Linked DNA regions of Danio rerio: region 1 is linked to region 2. The links are chromatin contacts, called in public Hi-C maps. All regions are on one chromosome and are shown on one strand. The core of a region is the stretch at or near the end of the contact, and the rest is flanking DNA. Distances in the headings are between cores, read along the strand shown. Region 1 holds the start of trabd2b (TraB domain containing 2B). Region 2 overlaps si:ch211-120j21.2 (a long non-coding RNA gene).

Region 1 (5,054 bases), core at 1,816-4,315, 100 kb before region 2:
ATACTTCTACTGAATAAATAGCCATTTAATAATAACTACTATGCAGCTAATAAATAAGTACTCAATATACTGTGATAATGTATATGCAGTGTTAGAGCCGTACTTATTATGCAAATTTCAGAATATAATGTATGGTTACCATTATTTATTAATTGCATTTATATTGTTTGCAATAAAAAGAATGTTTATATTGTAACTGTATGCTTTAGTTTTGCCTTTTTATGGTTATTGATGACTGATTACAGTACGTCATATCCAGGTTGATGTAAAGAGAGAAAGAGACGTAGTGATACAGTTTTTGACCGCTGTTCCATATTGTATCATTGTATATATATAAAAGACTGTTTCGGCTTTGAAGAACAATAAATATAAGAAAATAAATGTATTTAACGACTTAGATGAGTTTGTCGTATCAGACTAGGTGCTATAAGGATAATATATTTCAAGCTTGGTTAATGGAGTGCCATTATATGCATGACATTAAAATCATGGGTGTGTCAAAATACTGTAAATGATTATTTATTATTTAAAATATCTCAATGACAAATCAATAGCAAAAATATCAAATGTGTAAAAAAAATAGGAAACAGAGTCTAATGAATAAATACTAGAATCTGTATTATGAATCTATACTATCAATCTAATATATATTTAATAAGTAGGCTACTAAAGTTTCATACATGAATTAGTAGTTAATGGAAAAGATACTGGTATTTAAACAATTGATACATGAAAAAAAAGGATACAAATGTCGCCTATAAATGTCAAAGTGGCTTGCCATACTGGTGATACATAGGACAAGTACAAAAGGAAAAGCCCTCAATAACAGAACACACACAATGAAAGAATGTAGGCCTAGATGTGGGCTCAAATTGACATTCACCGCGAGTCAAATAAACAGCGCACACGCTTAATGAGCCGTAGAATAACACAATTACAGCGGATTATCTATCATTCAGACGAAGTTCTTACTGTAACTATACGGCATGTGGGCGAAACGACGAGGAGGGGCGTTTTAGCGTTCATTACAGGACTGTAAGCAGATCTATAATTTAATCGTTAGTCAACACGAGATTGAAACGTGGTGCTTTAAAACCTACTGATACTGCACATCATCAAGGCCTGGTTGAGCAGGCTCGCATAAACAAATATAAGGCTGTAATCAGTGTGGTGCAATCACTGAGCCGACAGAAAATATACAGTAGGTAAGAGCAAGTATGCCCGCATTGGAGCCTCATACAAGACCTGTGGAGAGTCTGGAGAATGAGACGCAATGGAAACACAAAGGGGCTCTTGTGTCGACTCTTTCTGCTGTCACCAGCACAGCTCTATGTAGCCCTCGTTTTGAAGGATCCCTATGATTAATTGCCCACTACTTGACACTGTCACTCGGCCATCCACTCGGACAATAACACGGGTCACGGCACCAGAGCTGGCACTGCGAAAAAACGACAACTAGCTTTCAGCACCACCATTCATTTTCCAGCCGCACTGGCCGGAATGACACATCCCTAACGAGGCCTGGAATGAAAAACAAACTTAAAATATATTTTAACAGGCAATACTTCCTACAGTGTTTGGATTCATTAATCATAGCTACGCCTGCGATCAAGTACATGTCAATGCAGAAATGATCCGAGTCAACGGCCACCACGCATTACTGTCAAATAGACGTTGACAGTGATGGATTAAGGGAAAACTGTACAATATGTCAGAAACAAAACATTTAGACCTACAGTAAAAGACCAATGGCTATGCCATATAGAATGCTGCACTTGACGAAAATGTCAGATTGTCATGTATCATGGAAAATAATCAGCTGCAGAAACTGCTGTTGACAGCTTCTCTTAAAAAAACAAAATGTTTGCGTTTTCTACAAGATTGCAAATGTTACATAGTAATTTGCAATACCATATGAATAAAAAATAGATTTAATAGGCCTAAATATATCCAATTCGACCATAAATGTAAAACAAAGGGTTTTATGGAAGAATCTAAATTATTTAGTGACAATCTAAAAGGTTTTAAAAGATTCAAACGCCAAAATATTGTCAATCAATTTTAGGTTTAGTTCATGCTTATTGTAGTGGGTAATTTTTGTGAGCAACAGCTTATTAGCAATACATCAAGGGGCCTTGTAAGCAACATTTTCGTGGTATGAGGGAAAATCGTATGTCTGTACAGCCTAATAATAATAAAATAGGCCTACACTACACGTACTAACTGAAAAATAAACAGGCAAAAGAAACATCCCGTCAAATAAATCTAGAGATTTTTTATTGACGTGTAGCGTTATTAACAAAATGCAAAATGTCATAAATTAAATAAGCTAAAATTTTTTACATACATTAACAGCTTATTATACAGTATGTTACTAATAATAATAACAATAATATATTTAATATATATATATATATATATATATATATATATATATATATATATATATATATATATATATATATATATATATATATATATGTATGTATTTATTTATTTATGTGTGTGTGTGTGTGTATATATATATATATATATATATATATATATATATATATATATATATATATATATATATATATATATATATATATATAGGCCTATATATAGCCTATGATCCATAAGCTGTTCGGTTACTAAAAAATGTTGCATGCTTCTATAGAAGAACCTGCTCTCCCCCTCTTCTTGTAAAACAAGCAGAGGGGGAAACATTCAAGGCGTTTCACGCTCTCTGCGCAGTTAAACTGGAAACTTGAGGGGCGCAGCGCAGTTTGTGCTCTCCACAGCTGGAGAGAGAGGGAGATAGTGAGACTGAGAGAGAGTTTGAGAGAGAGAGAGAGAGAGAGAGAGAGAGAGAGAGAGAGAGATCGCGAATCCCTTTGAAAGTCTAGGGCAGGAGAATGGCGAAGGGGCAGAATGCTTCCCTTTCGAGACTGCAAATGTGAGCCCATTATCATCACCGGCGGAAAACACTTTATCTGTGCCGTGAAAACCGGAGAAACTTGAAAACAACTGAGGGACCGGAGCTGAGGGCAGCGCGAGGTGTCCTGTGCCCTCTCGTCTCGAAATGAACTGTCAGTCGGGACTGCGATGGTTGGTAACTTTATGCGCTTTCTTTCAAGTGGGCTCTGCCCGGGACACGCACGAGAGCACGCGGCAATGTGACAAGCCCGTATCGGTGAGTTTCTCATGCACACTTTCTGAAGTTGCTTCGCGCGCACTTGCACGCTCCTCATGTCATCGAGACATGTAGTACATTATAAAATTTTACATTTGAAACTGATGCGTTGTTTATTTGCTGAAACTCTACTCCGCTGCTAATGGGTAATTTTTGTTAGGTTTTATTAAATGTCCCGCATGTCAAATGAGTCAAAATTATTATTGTTGGCTAATCCGTTTAAAGATTTAATTCAACGTGCCGTATTTACATGAAGAAAACAACATTAACTGTACAATCTCAGCCTATCAACATTTACTTAAAATATAATTGTATCTGCATTGAACATTATTTCACAACTATTTAATGCAATCGTTATTTTAACGTAAAACATGTAGCTAAGGTTGACAGGTATTGTATTATGTCAACAATACAATTGCATAATGGTAATAAATCCTAATGAATATATTAAAACATTTTAGAATGACATTAAAATTATAATTGCTATAGAAAAATAATTTTATAGAACAAATATTAGATTCATTGCATCTTAGTTAAATTGTGAGTTAACGGAATAACTATTTTAAAACAATTATTTTAGTGGCCTCCAGCCAACCGCTTGTCATTTCTTGTTATGTCCTCGCACAAATCTGGGACTGAAAAAATGATTTTTTTTTGCCAAGTGAAATACTGCTAAACCCTTGCCAGTGCAATGCCAGCTTATGTGTCAAAGGAAAAAGGGGGAACCCCACGGGTGAACAGACTTCAAATGCATTTATATCGAAAAAAAATCCCTGACCCCCGTAAACTGATCACATTTCAGTGAGACGAGAACTGTTAAAGTAGTTATCGAGCATATTTACTTCATTAAAAATTTGGCAAATGTGCGAGGCTGTTTAACGCAATTAACGTCTCGCTTTCATCTGAGCCATAGAGTTCGTGGAGGAGAGCACTCATCATAGCTCGAGGAAGAAAACATAAGATACGCTTTCCTTAAAATATGTAACATCCACTATCCTGCGTCTTAAAAGAGATTGGTTTGTCTTTCCCTCATTCGGTATATGTTTGCAACCGAAATGCGGCTTTGTTGAAATAATGCATTATGCACGCAAGGGTTCTGCCAATTTACCCTTTTATATGTTTTGACAATTAATGCTTATCTTTTCCTGAAGATTAATATCATTATTTGTCCCATTGTACAGGACATGACCTGTGCGTTCTTTATATAACTCATAATACGCGAGTACTGCGAGGCCTGTTTTTGGTTAAGAAATTACTCCATAAAACAGAGCCGAGGGTCTGCGAACGTGACCTTCTCATTCACAATATATTACTTCAGTATACAAGCTTCTCTCCAATAAAGCTGATCAGTTTTCCACAGGTGTCACATGCCATTTACATACTAAAATTGATGCCTGACCACCTTTAAAATATGAATAAATTATCGCTAATATCATGACCATTATTAGCTAAAGACATATATATATATAAAACTGAAAAATAGCCTACTTTATTAACGAATTAAACAATTATTGAAGTGCTTTCTTTGTTTCAGACACTTCTGAAAACATTTTTAGATCTATTTTATTATAATTAGGCGAAGTAACTTTCTAAAACCCTCAAATGCATGCACAGAAACCAGTTGTTATTTTCAGGAACGTTTTCCTGTAAAACAAAACAGTCAACTTTATCAAATTAAATGAGTGCAATTAACTCAAAATTGACTGAAAGTTAGTTCTACTCAATTGAAAAGAGGTTTGAACTCAGTGTTGAAGGTATTGAGTTAATTAAACACCTCATTACTTCAACTTAAATTGAGTAAGTTCACGATACTCATATAGATTTGTTTTTTAACTCAAATGGTTTGTAAACTTATTAACTTGTTGGGTTTTACAGTACT
Region 2 (4,854 bases), core at 1,936-4,435:
ATTCATCCAAACCCCTATGAGTTAACCTAAAAGAGGAAATTTTAAAGAAAGCTGAATACCTGTAACCATTGACTTGGAATTGATGAAAATCGGTGGTTACAGGTGTCCAACTTTCTTCAAAATATCTTCTTTCATGTTCAACAGAAAAACGCTATTCAATCAGATTTGGAACAAGTAAAAGTTAAATAAAAAATGACAGAATTTTTAGCTTTAGGTAAACCATCAAATTATTTGGTATGAATGTAACATATTTGTACTATATTTTTTGTGTCACTTTGTAAAGTGATAAAATATAATATAATATAATATAATATAATATAATATAATATAATATAATATAATATAATATAATATAATAAATTATAATATAATATAATACAAGGCTTCATGGTAGCGCAGTGGGTAGCATGATCGCCTCACAGCAAGAAGGTGGTTAGTTCAAGCCTCGGCTGGGTCAGTTGGCATTTCTGTGTGGAGTTTGCATGTTCTCCTCGTGTACGCGTGGGTTTCCACCAGGTGCTCCGGTTTCACCCAAAGTCCAAAGACATGCGCTATAGTTGAATTGAATAAGCTAAATTGGCCATGAGTGTGAAAGAGTGTGTATGGGTTTCCCAGTGTTGACTTGCGGCTGGAAGGGCTTCCGCTGCTTAAAACATATGCTGGATAATAATATAATATAATATAATATAATATAATATAATATAATATAATATAATATAATATAATATAATATAATATAATGCAATATAATATAATATAATATAATATAATATAATATAATGCAATATAATATAATATAATATAATATAATATAATGCAATATAATATAATATAATATAATATAATGCAATATAATATAATATAATATAATATAATGCAATATAATATAATATAATATAATATAATATAATGCAATATAATATAATATAATACAATGCAATATAATATAATATAATATAAAATAATATAATATAATGCAATATAATATAATATAATTGCACATTTTAGAATCTCACTGGAAGTAATAAGTCATCCTGATACTTTGTATACTACTCTCTTATCAATGTGAATTCACTCATCTTTCTTCACATACATTTTTTCATGTAGTTTTAAACAGCCCATGTTTAAAATGTGGGGAAATGCTATTGCCAATTAAATGTCAAATGGACTAATATATAACCAATATCACCTGATAACTGATATGATAAAGATGTATGATGCATCATTAACTGCCAGTATAAATATTGAAGAAAATATACATTAATAAACTACCATTGTTTAGACTATTTCACATTAAAATTCTGCATGATGCCACAGGCTTGATAACTTCCACATGTTCTCACCCAAGGAGCTGGTCTGAGCGGGAGGCGACCACACTGAATCCCACCGAAGACAGCTTCGAGTCAGTGACAGAATGGACATCAGAGACTCCTGAGCTGGAGGAGATCAGCCAGGAAGAACTCTCCCATATGCTGCTGCCTGACAGTCTCAGCCAGCTAGAGGAATTTGGCCGCTACAAGCATCCTCGTAAAACCCATCATACGCACAGTCGACCTCGGCTGTTCAGCGACCTGTGGGTGCGCATAGGAGACAGGTGAGGACATGACACTCGGCAGAAACCACATTTCCAAGGCAGGAAATTCAAAGCTTTTTACTAATAAAAAACACATTTCTGTTTTCATGTTGACCGCAGCACGACTCCACACCCAAGCATAAGGATAACCAATGGCTATGTGACGGTGGAGCCTCCTCAGATACGACAGGAACAGCAACAAAGACTCAGAGAAAGACTGAAGCCTCTCAGTGAGCCCACAAACCCCAGCGCACTTGACTCCGCTGCTCCAAACCCAACATATGCGCTGACTTGTTTTTTGGCCTGTCTCATTTCACAACTGCTTTTTGCTTCCTAAAGAGGAACTGGGTCTCTTGGAAGCTCACAATCCAACAAGAATTTTATCTGAGTGACTTCGTCTGTGGTAAAAATAAATGGCAGTTAAGTACATTTAGGTACTGCTTAGATCAATTTTTGGGTGTCTGCCTACAATAAATTAGTTGCCGCAGTATGTAACACAACACGAATGTGAGTAATTCTAATCGTTGCATCTGGTAAAATAGTAGTTGCTAAGAATAACAATAAGAGAAAAGCTAGAACATTTTGTTATACTTATGCAATGTCTCTGGCCAGAGTTGATTCATGAGAATCAGATTGTACTTTTATGTGAATTCCCAGATGACTGTACCCTTTTGCCCCATGAGTGCAGACAGCAAAATATGAATGTCCTTTTTTCTGATGAGTGAAATGGGCAAAAACAAATATACCAAATGATCAGTATGATATAATAGAGACTGCTATTATGTGGTATGGTCACTGGCAGATAACTAAATGACTTAATAGTTCACAGAGATGGTACTTATATTTTGTAAATTGTGCATTTGTTCATACAGAAATTTTATATTTATTATTTCATGAAGAGTATATTTTCATGCATTTCTCAAGTATTAAAGTCAACAAAGTTATGTAAACAATTTTGATTTGTCCTTTCTCTTGATGTGTTCAGGTTTGATGAGACTAAGTTCAACGCATCTATGCTGCCCTCTAGTGGCGCTTAATATATTATGAGTTAGGTTAAATATAACCCAAGTGGTGCTCGCTGCAGAGCCATTTGGGCGAGCTGAGCTCCAGCGAGGGGGAGCTTGAGCTTGAGCTCCACCTTTTTTGCACTTCTGCAAGTTAAACTGTAAACGCTCATTTGATTCAGGGATTTAATAAATAGAGACATAAACAGTATTAGGAAACGTTACATTTTTAACACAGCCTACCTTGCTTAAAAAGCAATCAAGTAAAACATTTAGTTACTTTTTTTAAAACAAAGTGACTAAATATTGTATAGTACTTTTAAAAGTTACTTTCTCCAACTGTAAAAAATAAATTATACAGTCAACATTTATCATAGCCTAGGCCTATATATTTTGTCCAATTCAGATATGCTCTAAAAGAAAATTCAGAACTAGGCTAATTTTGTCTTCACTCGCCCACATCATGCTCAAAAGCAATATAATTTTCTACTGTGAAACATTAACACATATATCAGGCAGAATATCGTCTGATTGTTCTTCATGTGCAAGTGTATTCAAATCCAACACTTTACACTCACGTTTGCAACAGTTGCTCAACTCAAAGATGGCGCCTTTGGTTCAGCGTTTGGTGTTCTGGCGTGTCATGTGACCAATCAGTAAAAGGAAAATAGCCAGGTAAGGGCTTTGAATTCAATTTGTTCTTGACACAAAAGATACCACATAGCTTATTAACCATGCGGAATATTAAACACCGTTTAATGGACAAGTTGTGTAGTTATTTATCTTTCGTTTTTTAGCTCAACAACCAGAAAGAAATAAAAAACATGACATGAGTAGCCTAAACGATGACGTATTCATTAACCCTCCTTTTACAGTCATGAAGAGAGTGGACACAAATGTCAATGTCAAAAGCATTATAAAGCTCTCCCTTTCTTTCATTAAAAAGCACTATATCCTTCGGCTTAGTATTTAATTCATCAGGCGTCGCCACAGCGGAATGAAACGCCATTTTTTCTAATGTTTTTTGCGCGGATGCCTGAGAAACACCCATATACTCTCTTATTCACAAACAGACATTAATTTTTTTCATCCAATTCCCAATATGCCTGGACTGTGGGGGAAACCGGAGCACCCGAAGGAAACCCACGGGAATTTTTTTTTTACACGCGATCACAGACAAAGTTTTGTCACTGCGGTCTTTAATAAATAGGGAAATATTATATTCCTTAAAATAAGGTTACAGGTCATAAGTTTAAAGATTATTAGTGTCTTAATCAATGATTAAATAGCATGCATGTTTAAAGGCATTACCAAAAAATAAAAATAAAACTACCTCATGCATCCATATTTCTAATTTAAATACAAAACAAACTCTGATGTCCATAATTCATAGGTAATTATAATTATACAATATTCATTCATTCATTTGGCCTGCAGTGCTCAGAAATACATTCAATACTATTTGCCAAACAATATGTTTGACTTTTAGAGCCAACATAATCACCCTTAAGGATGCACAAGGGTTACGATACTGCCATTGAGCCGCTAGATGGCAGACAACACCTTTGTAACGGAACGGACTCGTGATCTAATCTTTACCTTTGAGACATTGAAACATTTTAATAGGTGTATATATTTTTTATATTCTTAGGTTACATTATGTAATTTTTGTAAAACAATTTTCTACTAATTTTAAGGAACATTTTTAATTTTAAGGTGAGCTTAGAAAACTGTCATTTTAATATTTGCTTTTTAATAATTAAAATTTGTCCATTTAAATTTTAAATGAAAAAAAACTTTCATTTTAAAAAATCAAGAAAGCTCTGACACAAAACACAATGTGTATTGTTAAATTATATTATAGTTGGTTAGAATCAATATAAGAAAGGAAATAATTCAATTGTTTCCAACACATTACAATTATTATTCACACAGTTATCACTAATACAATTTTTTGTTTTGCACAGTTGTAAATATGTTTGTCTTTGTTTTATCAAAGGTGATACTGCAACCAGGTGAAGACGTTTAAACATGTACAACTTCACTTAAATAAATAAAATTAATATGCAAAGCTATAGATGGATTTATGCATTTCTTTTATCCTCTTGTCGCTCTTCCTCAAAGTACCTTACTCATCCAGACAGAGAGGAACAAGTTTTAAAATAAACAGCTTTTTCGCCCCTTAAGCCAAGACAGGACAATGTTTGCCTTTGCTAAAATACCATTTTCCCTGGGCTTTGGGGTGTTATTTGAGGGAGTAGGGGTCCTGACAGCCTG

What was found. Hi-C and Micro-C count contacts between places; a contact is called where the count stands out from the background.
Region 1: a Hi-C map of an unstated tissue shows a contact between it and region 2, with 4 times the contacts expected there. The contact joins the promoter of trabd2b here to the enhancer-like site in region 2. A contact is called at or near these places in 3 of 18 Hi-C or Micro-C datasets (caudal fin, embryo and an unstated tissue) and 1 of 4 datasets of contacts at active chromatin or transcription factors (caudal fin).

Annotation. Positions count from the first base shown.
Region 1 is chr8:21,770,820-21,775,873 of GRCz12tu, reverse strand. It overlaps trabd2b (TraB domain containing 2B), which reads left to right and starts at 3,065. Exons shown (of 7, transcript NM_001270477.1): 1 at 3,065-3,175. The coding sequence starts at 3,065. All of the region lies in intron 6 of si:ch211-120j21.2 (a long non-coding RNA gene), which reads right to left.
Region 2 is chr8:21,668,357-21,673,210 of GRCz12tu, reverse strand. It overlaps si:ch211-120j21.2 (a long non-coding RNA gene), which reads right to left. Exons shown (of 10, transcript XR_002459373.3): 6 at 1,344-1,571. It overlaps trabd2b (TraB domain containing 2B), which reads left to right. Exons shown (of 7, transcript NM_001270477.1): 6 at 1,349-1,594; 7 at 1,694-1,910. The coding sequence ends at 1,910. Among named protein-coding and RNA genes, the nearest start is that of si:ch211-120j21.2, 63 kb to the right of the region's middle. Within about 2 kb of position 3,185, at least 3 of the 62 cell types and tissues checked have an H3K27ac peak or open chromatin away from gene starts, as enhancers often do.